Regions from separate parts of the Mus musculus genome. Here all the other regions are linked to region 1. The links are chromatin contacts, called in public HiChIP or PLAC-seq and promoter capture Hi-C maps. All regions are on one chromosome and are shown on one strand. Each heading gives the region's core, a stretch centred on a gene start, on an enhancer-like site or on the middle of the called end of the contact. The rest is flanking DNA. Distances are from core to core; before and after follow the strand shown. Region 1 holds the start of Dcaf5 (DDB1 and CUL4 associated factor 5). Region 2 overlaps Galnt16 (polypeptide N-acetylgalactosaminyltransferase 16). Region 3 holds the start of Actn1 (actinin, alpha 1).

What was found. HiChIP or PLAC-seq counts read pairs in DNA pulled down with a chosen protein or histone mark. Capture Hi-C pulls out chosen DNA fragments and counts their contacts.
Region 2: an H3K4me3 HiChIP or PLAC-seq map of stem cell-derived neural progenitor cells shows a contact between it and region 1, with 50 read pairs. The contact joins the enhancer-like site here to the promoter of Dcaf5 in region 1. A contact is called at or near these places in 1 of 15 datasets of contacts at CTCF or cohesin (the NIH/3T3 cell line), 3 of 115 datasets of contacts at active chromatin or transcription factors (embryonic stem cells, microglia and stem cell-derived neural progenitor cells) and 4 of 9 other capture datasets (adipose tissue, embryonic stem cells, liver and 1 more).
Region 3: a contact with region 1 is called in a promoter capture Hi-C map of liver. The contact joins the promoter of Actn1 here to the promoter of Dcaf5 in region 1. A contact is called at or near these places in 9 of 39 promoter capture datasets (the 3T3-L1 cell line, the C10 cell line, cranial neural crest and 4 more), 9 of 484 Hi-C or Micro-C datasets (cardiomyocytes, embryonic stem cells, forebrain and 4 more), 6 of 115 datasets of contacts at active chromatin or transcription factors (effector CD8 T cells, embryonic stem cells, memory CD8 T cells and 3 more) and 3 of 9 other capture datasets (adipose tissue, liver and pancreatic islet).

Annotation. Positions count from the first base shown.
Region 1 is chr12:80,434,568-80,438,079 of GRCm38.p6, forward strand. Dcaf5 (DDB1 and CUL4 associated factor 5) reads right to left here and starts at 2,034. Exons shown (of 9, transcript NM_177267.5): 1 at 1,618-2,034. The coding sequence starts at 1,831.
Region 2 is chr12:80,596,955-80,600,342 of GRCm38.p6, forward strand. Galnt16 (polypeptide N-acetylgalactosaminyltransferase 16) reads left to right here. Exons shown (of 15, transcript NM_001081421.2): 13 at 127-268; 14 at 1,064-1,189. Among named protein-coding and RNA genes, the nearest start is that of Gm23817, 24 kb to the right of the region's middle. Within about 2 kb of position 2,012, at least 89 of the 459 cell types and tissues checked have an H3K27ac peak or open chromatin away from gene starts, as enhancers often do. A contact at or near this core is called in adipose tissue, pancreatic islet and stem cell-derived neural progenitor cells, where this site is marked.
Region 3 is chr12:80,258,310-80,261,707 of GRCm38.p6, forward strand. Actn1 (actinin, alpha 1) reads right to left here and starts at 2,054. Exons shown (of 21, transcript NM_134156.3): 1 at 1,678-2,054. The coding sequence starts at 1,782.

The DNA of each region.
Region 1 (3,512 bases), core at 784-3,283:
GCTTTTTAATGTAGGGCCTGCCTTGAAGTAGTATATCAGGTTTCTTGGGGTCAGGGGGTGTCATCTAGGGTCCAAACTTTAAGCAAGGGGAAAATAATCTGGTGTGAAAAGATGGGGTCAGTTCTAGAGAAATCTCCGGTCTATCATGAAATAATCACAGACCTCTTATCTCTGCTACCCACAAACTGGACCATACTCATGGTGGCACTTCCGCCTGATACTTGCGAAGACAGATGCTTTGCCATAACCGCCGAAGTTTCTGGAAAGCTGCCCACTGACGCAAATTAGAAAGCCATTCAGGTATCCACCTGGATGAAGTTAAGCGCCACGTCCAGGGCTGCCCCCCCCCCCCCCCCCGCCCAACCCTCCCAGTATAGGAAAAAGGGTCGAGGAAGGAGGCGAGCGGGAACGCCCGATCTGGTCTAGGCCCTTCACAGCGCAGCCGGGTTTCAGGGAGCCGCCCCTTCTCGGGCAAGAGCCCAGCCCCACCCGCCCACACCCGGGGCCGCGACCCCAGGGGAGGAGCGGGGGCAGCCAGCGACCCTGCCGCGGCGTACGCAGGCGCCGCCGCTGCCACCGTCGCCGCCGCCGCTCGGGTCCGGCCTCCCCCCCCGGAGCAATAGGCTATCGATTCAGCTGCCTGTCGCTAGGAGCCCCGAGAGAGCAAGGCCTACACCGCCCGGCCGGAGCCCCGGCCTCGATTGCACCACTTTCCCCCACCCCAGCGGGGAGACCCTGGAGGCAAGTAGGCCCAGCTGAACCGGGTGGGGGAGGAGGCGAGCAGCCCTGCAACAGGAGCCGCGCGGGTGAAGGGGGTCCTGGAGCCCGCCTCCCGCCAGTAGGTCTCCCGGGGGGTCCTCCTGAAGCCCTGCCTCCCGAACAGCGCATCCAAGTTCAGGCTGGTTGGTGTCCCTAGGTCGCTAGAGCCCTCGCCACTCTCGGAACCATAATAAAAACAAGACGCTGAAGAGGCTACCACTGCGTGCTGGGAGATGGGATTGGGCCCTGAGAGAGCCAGGGGGAGGGGACGCCTCTCTGCTACCCGTCACCACCCGCCCGACCCCGCTGGCCCCACGGTGTCCGGCTCTGTCACCGCCGGCCTCCGGCTCCGAGGCCCCTTTTCTCCATGACACCGAGGACTGGGGCTCGAGCTTCGCCTGGCCTTTGGCGAGCCTTGGTCTCCCCCCCCCCCCCGGCCAGCCCTCCCCCCAGTGCCCCCCGCACCTTTTAAACTACGCAGAGGAAGAGTTTGCCAACCAACTTAGTCAAACCGTAACCTCGTCCCCCTCCCCGACCCACACTGGTGGGGCAGGCATCTGGAGGGACCACTTTGCACTTGGGATAAAGCACATTAAAGACCTGTCAACCATTTTAGGTCTTTTTTTATATATATAGAAGACATCCTCCTCTCCTTCCCCTTCTTCCTTCCCTCCCCCCTCCCTTCCTCCCTCCCCCTGCAATGGTATTAATTTCACACCAAATCTTCCCACCGCTGGAGAGGGGTTGAGAAGGGCGGGGGTGGGGACGCAGGGCAGCAGGAGGGTGGCGGGGAAGGGGAAGGGGCAGCTGGAAGGGGAGCGGGAGGCGCGGGGAGGGGAAGGAAGGGGGTTGATTTACCTGAGACCAGCCACTGGCCTCCATTGTTGGAGAATTCAATGGCATTGACACAGCCGAAGTGGCCGAGAAGGTCCTTCTTGTAGAGGTTTCTGCAGCCCCGCAGGCGTCTCCTCTGAAAGTCCTGAGTGAGCAGGGGGTCCCCATGCAAGCCCCGCTGGGACAAGAAGCCCACCACTGACCTCATGCTGCCCCCCAGGCCAGCTCTCCTCTTCATGCTGGAACCGCCGCCGCCACCGCCGCTGCAGCTCGCGCCGCCGCCCCTCCCTCGGCCGCACGCCGGGCCGCCGCTCCCCTCCCGTCCCGTCCCTCCCCGCGCGCAGCGAGCCGGAGGCTTCTTTAACCAGCCATGGCAGACGGAGCGAGGTGTGCAGACGGTCGGTCGGCGGCGTTCGCGGCTTCCTCACGGTCGCGTCCCTCCCTCCCCTTCCCCCCTAGGCTCCGCCTCCCTGCCGCCTCCAGCAGCTGATCCCCAGCTGCGGTCGCGCTTCCGCGGTGCGGGGCTCTTCCGCCGGCCGCCGGGCCGGAGAACGCGGGCGCCAGCTGCCCCTCCCCCGCGGACGGCTGCCCGGAGATGGCGGGCGGCGGCTTGCAGCGGCCGCTGACCGCGCCGAACCACGGTTGGCTCAGGATGGCGGCGACGGGGCACCCCCGGCACGCCGCACTCTGAAGTTGGACACGCGTAACAATCAGAGTGGCAGCCGGCCTGCGGGCTCACCCTCCTTCCCTGGAGGGACAGCGGCTCGCCCAGCGCTGCTCGCTGCCTCCTGGGGCGCCCAGTTCCCTGTTCAAGTGAGGGAACCCACGATTGGACTGGACGTCTGGAAGGAGGTTGTCTGTGGGGTTTTATCGGTGCACCTGCCCTTTCCAAAAATGTTGATACACCCTTCTATTCTCCAATTCAGTTTTCTAATTGACACTCACCACCACCCCCACCACCACCCCCAGCCTATCGGTTTAAAAAAAAAGGCAGAATTATTCAAGCTGATAGGACACTTGGGTTTAGGGGGTTGCGGAGAGGTGAAAAGAGAATTGAGCTGATATAGTAGCCATATAGTAGAGCGTATGCTTTTTGCATTCTTCAAGTTCTGGGTTCAATCTCTAGCACTAACAATCCCCACCCCCCACTCCCAAAAGAAAGTGAGAAGAAAATTGCCAAAATCAAATTGAGAAGGTCCTCTGTCCATTGGTTCCAGATGCATTTGCAAGCCACAAGAAACATTATGAAACGTAGCAGTATCTTATTTCATTGGTAGGGGTGAGGCCAAAGGTCTTGAGAATGGAGGCCTGGAGATGCACAGCTGTTAACCAGCAGCCACAGTATAGTCCAGAAGTAGCTGCCTTTCAATAGTGCAGGAGTCCTCAGTTGAGTTGACCTCAGTGAGGAAACTGGGTAAGTGCACTGGAATTTTACCAGGTAAAGTTGAAAGTCCCCTTTTCAATGGAGTGCTTTTCCAGGAAACTATCCTCTATCATTAGTGGTAATTAACTAACCTGAAATAGGCAGGTGTCAGGTTTGCCCTTTCAGTTTAACACGAATTACAATCTCAGGACCAGAGATGGCACAGGAGTGGTTAAATACAACCATAGGTGAAAGATGAACTAAAGAAATTCTTAAGATAAAGATGGGGAATGAGGAAGAGGTTCACCTGTCAAGCAAAATTATTTTTTTGCAAGTAGTTAATTCAAAAGTTCATATAACAACATTCTAAATTTATTAGAAGGTCACCAAACCCAAAAATGAGAATTCAAATGGAATATTATCCCTTAAATAAGAAAATGAGGGGCTGGTGAGATGGCTCAGCAGGTAAGAGCACCCGACTGTTCTTCCGAAGGTCCTGAGTTCAAATCCCAGCAACCACATGTTGGCTCACAACCATCCGTAACAAGATCTGACT
Region 2 (3,388 bases), core at 762-3,261, 160 kb after region 1:
CTCCCCATACCCCACCCCCACCTCCCCAGACTGCCAGTCCTGGAGACCTCAGTGACTCCCTCTGGAGGAAGGGGTGGGTAAGCAAGAGGAGAGAGAAAAGCAGCCTGATGTCACCTTTCTCCTCAGTGTCCCCGTGAAGGAAGTGCTCCCTGGTGTCATTAAGCAAGGAGTTAACTGCTTAGAATCCCAAGGCCAGAACACAGCTGGTGACCTCCTGCTTGGAATGGGGATATGCAGAGGGTCAGCCAAGAGCCCACCACCAGCCCAGGTAAGCTGTTTAGGGCTAAGAGCAGGATGGAATCTGAGAGCGTTGGCCACGAATGGGGTTAGGGCTTCTCTCTGCTCATTTTCCTCCTCGCTTTCTACACCATCCATAAATCAACCTTCCCAGGGCTCCCCACATTTTGCTCCTGCTGAATGCCCATTCCTTTCCAGCGCTGGGTCCCTCACTTCCTCTTCTAAAGGAAGAAATGGTGCCCAGTTCTGTGCTGGAATATAGTTTGAATGTGTGTGATGGTCTGCAGGTCTCTAAGACTCTGTGTACATAGCTAATGCATGAGTGCCACACCTGTATCAGCTCTAGAGCAGATTGGGGAAACCCCATCATGGACCCAGCTAGGTCCTGTATTCTTCCTTCTTCCCTCTCTCCAGCATCCCTTGGGGCCTCCTTAACTCCCCTCTGGTTAGCACCAGCTGAGTTTCTTTATCTTAATATTTGGCTGAGAACAGTTTCTAACATAAAGCAAAATGGAAGCTGTACAGTGAATACTCTCCTTTAGCTTCTACAGTTATTTGTAAAAAGTTTGAAAAAGGCTGGGCAGTGGTGGCGCACGCCTTTAATCCCAGCACTTGGGAGGCAGAGGCAGGCTGATTTCTGAGTTCGAGGCCAGCCTGGTCTACAGAGTGAGTTCTAGGACAGCCAGAGCTATACAGAGAAACCCTGTCTCGAAAAACAAAACAAAACAAAAAAAAAAAAGTTTGAAAAAAAGTCCTGAATCTCTTTGCCTAATCACCTGTCTACCCATATCTGTCCACCCAGAGCTGTCCTTTCCTTGTCTTGCAGGCATGGTTATTTAGCGATCACCTTATCCAGCAGCAGGGGAAATGCCTGGCTGCCACCTCCACCTTAATGTCTTCCCCTGGATCCCCAGTCATACTGCAAACGTGTAACCCTAAAGAAGGCAAGCAGGTAAGCCTCCACGACCAGGCACAGATGAACAACAGCTCCAAGGGACACTGAGCAGTTATGCCCTGACAGGGGAGTCCCAGCTTGAGGCATGTGCTCGAAGATCAGCCTCTCGGTTGAGAATCTGAGGAGCCTCTGGCATCATCTAGGCCCAGCAGAGCAGACGCTGCAGCTAAGTGTTTGTTTAACATTAGTTCTGCCAGTCTGGGGGCAGGAACCATTTGTCTTGCTAACGCTGCTCGTCCAACCTTTGATGACAACTACAAAGCTCAAATAAGAACTAGCTTGGATGCCCAGACTGTGCTAGCCCGCTCACATCCACAATCATCCTTTAGCTGCCTCCTCCTCCAGCTGCCTGGTAAGATAGTTCTCAACGAGCCCTATTGTCCAGTGAGTGAGCCATGGCTTCCTTCACATAGGCTTTCAGCTCCCACAGCTAGAAAGAGCAGAAGGAGCTAGGATTTAAATCTGGGCTCAGTGTGACTCCTGAGCCCACAGACTTAAGCCAGAACTTAGTAAGAATTTCTTGGCTACTGGCTCACTGGGAATCTGAGGTCCAGAGACAGTGATTTGCAAGCTCACATGACTAGCCTCAGATGGTTCCTAGGAAACAGTTCAGGGTTACTTGTGGAAGGAAAGGCTAATGCTCCGAGAAATGTTGTCACTTGCCCCCAGCGCAAAGCAGCCAGTGACAGAGCACTAAGTACTAGATTGCCGGAGTTAGCCCTTCTCTTTGCTGCTGCACTCTTCCTGGTTAAAGGGGCTCCTTGTTCCCCAGAGCATGGGATCCAAGGCCCAGGCCGCTGCAGCCGCCTCTCCACCCTGCTGGTGACACAGCCTGCTTACAGTCCAACAAAGGGTGAGGAGGGGCCTGGCTCTCAGCCTGGGCCTACAGGGCTTCCACCCACGCCTCTGCTGTTTGTTTGGGTCAATTCTTTCTTTAGGGTTGAGTGGCAGTTTGTTATTCTGTTCTGGAAAAACAGCCAGGTTCTCTCCTTCCAGCCTTTGAGTATGAGAATGGGGGCCAGGGTGACAGGGAAGAACATTATAGCCACTTACTGGGCTTCCTGGCCACTTCTGCTAGCTTTCAGCCAAAGAGATATAGCTTGACCTCTGCCCTGTTCTGCAGCCAGGCAGGTGCAGTCTGCCCTTTGGCTGGAGCCTCAAACCCTTCCTGAGAGGAAAGCCTTGAGCCCACAAACACCTCTATGATGAAGTCAGAGCTTTCTGGTATCTTCCCAGGCAGCTCATTCAAATACTTCTCTATAAAAGCACCCTGTGGACCATAGAGACCCTTGCTGCCAATCCTGACAACCCGATTCCCCAGGATCCATGTGTCCTCAGGCTGCATGTGTTATGTTCCTCCAAGCCTGGCTAGTCATCCCCCCGACCCCCAGCACCCTGGATGCCACACCTCTCACCACCATGGAGGACAGATGAACAGTTCCCCGACTGTCAGTCCATTCTGGATTCTTGGCTTTCCTTTCTGGTCTCTAATTGGCCTTGATTCCAACCCAGGCCAGTTAGGCTTCACGTGTCCATGAAGCTCCTGAGAGTTAGACAGGGTGCGATGAAGTCAGCAGGCTCTAGTCCAGCCATTCCCCAGGTTCCTCGCTCATACAATAATGGGCTGCTGCGCCGGGCATGGTGGCGCATGCCTTTAATCCCAGCACTTGGGAGGCAGAGGCAGGCAGATTTTTGAGTTTGAGGCCAGCCTGGTCTACAGAGTGAGTTCCAGGACAACCAGGGCTACACAGAGAAACCCTGTCTTGAAAAACAGAAAAAAAAAATAATAATGGGCTGCTGCTTGACCAGAGGATGCAGATGCTGAGACCGGGCATAGGAGATGCCTGAACATGTGTGACATCTGCACAGCCTCAGAGTGGCTGGGAGAGCCGGTGAGAAAGGCTGCCTAGAAGTTCTGGTGGAAGTAAGATTTCTACCAGTGGGTTATTCATTTGCTCATTGCTTCCCATGCCAAGGAATGCACAGATCATGTGCAAAAAGGGAAGGGAGAGCCTGGTTTGACATTTTGTTGGAGGTTTAGCCAATGGAGTCAAACATGAGAGGCTGTAAGAACAGTCCGGTATCCAAATAGAAACTGGAGATGCAGGTGTGCCTGTGGAAACTAAGCCAAATTTTAAATAACACCGTCTCCACAGTTGAGTGCAGCTTATCTCTGTCCCTTAGCTGCACAGTGAG
Region 3 (3,398 bases), core at 804-3,303, 180 kb before region 1:
AAAAAAAGTCACTTTAAGAAACTTTTTTTTTTTTGACAGAAAGAAGCAGGGGAAGGAGGGCATCTCTCGTCCTCCCTGGAAATCTCCAAACTTCTCACTCAGTTTTCTCTTCCATCAACAGTCCCAGGAAATAAATTCGAGAGTGAAGAAGGGGGAAAGACCCTCAGCCCTCAGTCCTTCCAGAAAAGGGGGGGGGGGGCTGACAGGAAGAGGGCGGTGTCTGTAAGCTACTAATACATTACAAAGAAGTCAGTTCAAAGCCAAGAGACGCTCTTAAGTTGCTGTTGCAGTAAGAGACAGGGGCAGGGCCCCAGGTTGCCTGTTTAAGGAAGCCCATTGTGGTGTGTTTTAAATTACCTCTGCTGGTCTGATGAAGTGAGCAAAAGGGCACCGTTTCAGGGCTTAGGATTCCTGAGTGAGCTAATACAGGATGCCTTTAGCTGGGGGAAAAAAAAAACCTTCAGCCGGCTCACTAAACTCCCCCCCTTTTAAGTTTAAAAAAGGGAATGAATGTTACCATTTTTGGACATGAGCATTCTCCCTCAAGCCCAGCCCTAACCGCACTATCCAGAGGGACGCGCCATCCTGTACACCCCCCCCCCCATTCCCAGATCACGAAGTGGGGGGGGGGGGACTGAACGGGAGTTGGGTGTTGGGGGGTCAGGGTACGTGGCCGCCTAAGGAACGCGCTCTCTGCTCAGGCAGGAAGCCGTGACAGGGTTAATGTCTCCCCCTCCCCAAGCAAGAGAGGTTTCTGACCTCTTCCTGCCTATAGCCATTACGCTCCGGACCCATCGCCAATTTCTCAGCTCAGACGGGGCAGCATATCCCGAACCTTGCTGATGGCGACTAGGATACAGGGCCGTGGATCCTCGGAGAACAACCCCAAATATCTCCTGAGACTGTCTCTCCACCAGGAGCCCAACTAGAGCCAAGCTACTCAAACTCGCGTTTCGCCAGCAAAAGAACCGGGCAGAACACAGATGTGAGGGTTTGCAGCCACCAGTTCACTGAGTTAGCAATAAAACCGTTCACCGTCCTGACCCCGCCCCCACAAGGCCCTGAGGAGCCCGCGAACGACCCCCGATTCTCAGCTCCAGCCGCACTCCGGAACGTCCACTTCCAGGTAGATCCCGAGGAGGTCGCCAAACCCTCCGACACCGGCTCTGCCCACTGTCTGCAGACCCAGCTCGGGGCGCAGTAGTCGGGGCAGCTTGCCCCTATGGTACAGAGCCCCAGGGGCGGCCCAGGAAGCGTGCTGCCACCGCACGCCATATGGAGGCGCCAGGAAAAAGAAGGAAGGAGAAAATCGATCCCGAGTAAGCAGCCATGGAGCCTAAGTCTCAGCCCCAGCCTCTGGAGCATCGCCCCCGCGCCTTGCCCACGGGGAGACAGTTTCGGCTGCACCGGGGTGGCCCGGACCACCCGCTCTGAGGCGATTTGCCCTCCGGCGGCGCCACCTCCCCGCGCCGCGGCGAACTGTTCGCGGGCTCCAGGGCAGGGGTGCTCCGCTCTCCCGCCCGGTGCCTGTAACTCAATACCCCACCTCGCAGTGGCCGCGATGTCCCCGCCTCCGCTCTTGCGCGCCGGGAATTGGTTTCCAACCCGGAGCCCAGGAGTGCAGCGGCCAGAGCGGATCAGGGCTCAGGGCTGTAGCGGGTGGGGGTGGCTGCTAACCTTCCTCTGCTGCTTCTCCCAGGCCGGATCCAGGAGCAGGTCCCGATCCCAGTCCTCTTCAGGCTGCATGTAGTCGTTGGTCTGCTGGGAATCATAATGGTCCATGATGGTGCGTGCGTGCTAGGAGCTGGATTTCTTCCTCCACCTTCTCTCCAGGCGACGGCGGCTGCTGCCCGGGTGTGGGGAGGGTGTCGGCAGGGCTGGGCTGGGCTGGGCTGGGCCGGGCTGGGCTGGGCTGGGCTGGCGGGGCCGGGCTCGCTCCCCTGCGCCCGCTTCCGCCGCGGCTCTGTTCGCAGAGGCTGCTGCTGCCGGCGGCGGCTGGAGCTCGCGGACTGCCTTCCTGGGGCGCGCGCTCGGACCTAATCTCCACGCACACTGCTCTCAGTGAACACTCGCGCTGCGGGAGCAGAGGCGGGCGGGGGCGGGGAGAAGGGGCAGAGCCCTCCCGAGGTTCTCCATTGGCCAGGCCGAGTTGCCCAAACTTCCCCCCAGCGCCTCTCATTGGGAATTCCTGGCATCCGTCAGGCGGGTCTCTGTGCATATAGGTGGACTGGGCGGCCCCCTCCGGGCGCGCACGCCACCGCCCACTCCCTGGGTTCCCACTCCCCCGCAGCTCATGTGACACCACCTTAAGCTGAACCGGAGTGGAGCCTGGGGACGCCTCCCAGAGCTCGGGGACCAAATGGCACTGTGCTCCGGAGCCCGAGGAGTCGCTGAGGATTGGTCCCGTTCCCTGCCGGCGGGAAGGCCCAGAACTCCGGCGCACCGGTGTTCCTGCGGTCCCACGCAAGCTACAAACCCCAGCAGGGCGCGGGGAAACCCAAGGCATATTTCGTTTTCTCTTTCTCGGGGAAACTAGGTTGGGACAAGTCGGCACCCTGGAAAGGGGTTGGGAGGGCCCACAGTAGAAAGGAATTTCCTGATTCCACCACTGCTCCCGCCCCGCCCCTCGGGACCAGGCTGATCCCTGTCCTTCTAGAGCCAGATTTGTGGCTAGCTGGCATTTCTCAGCCCACTGAGTTTCCCGCCTCGCCAAGGATCCTTGGGTACTTCTCTAGGGTTCCGTGCACTGGCCCGCTGCGGACTTCTTGTGTGGCAGCTTGGCTGTCCGGCTTCCCAGGTTCCTTGGCAGGTATTCCCCGGTGGACTAACACAGCTGAAGCTACCTTCTGGAGACTAGTTTCCTCCTTCCCCACTTTTACAGCTTCCCTACCTACACTTTGCTGAAACTAGGAAGAGCCCTAAAATGGTCTACCTGTATCATAAACCTAGCAGATGCATACACCTAATAGATGGAGAAACTGAGACTCAAAGAGCAGAGCTAGACAAGAGACTTAACCAGCATGGACTCTACAGGCCCATTTTGTGTGTAACCTTGTGCCTGACAAAACCTTATTATCCTTGGAGGAGGAAGAAACAGCGCAAGACTAACTAAACTGCTTGGTGCTAGCGGTACTCCCTGGGCTCAGTAAAGGAGGGTGGAAATGTGTTGGTCCAGCACTGTTGCATTCTGGGAAGAAGCCGCCCGGATTCCTAGTGGTCTTTTGAGGGACTCTGAGTATGAAAATCAGTAACAAGGAAACCTGCAGTTGGTTTTGCATTCTGGTGTGGACAACAGATACATCCCTCTTGTACCAGTAGGGCTTAATTTATACAGGCATCCCTTAATACTCGGGACTCATTTCAGAACCACTGCAGATACCAGAATCTGCAAGAGCTTA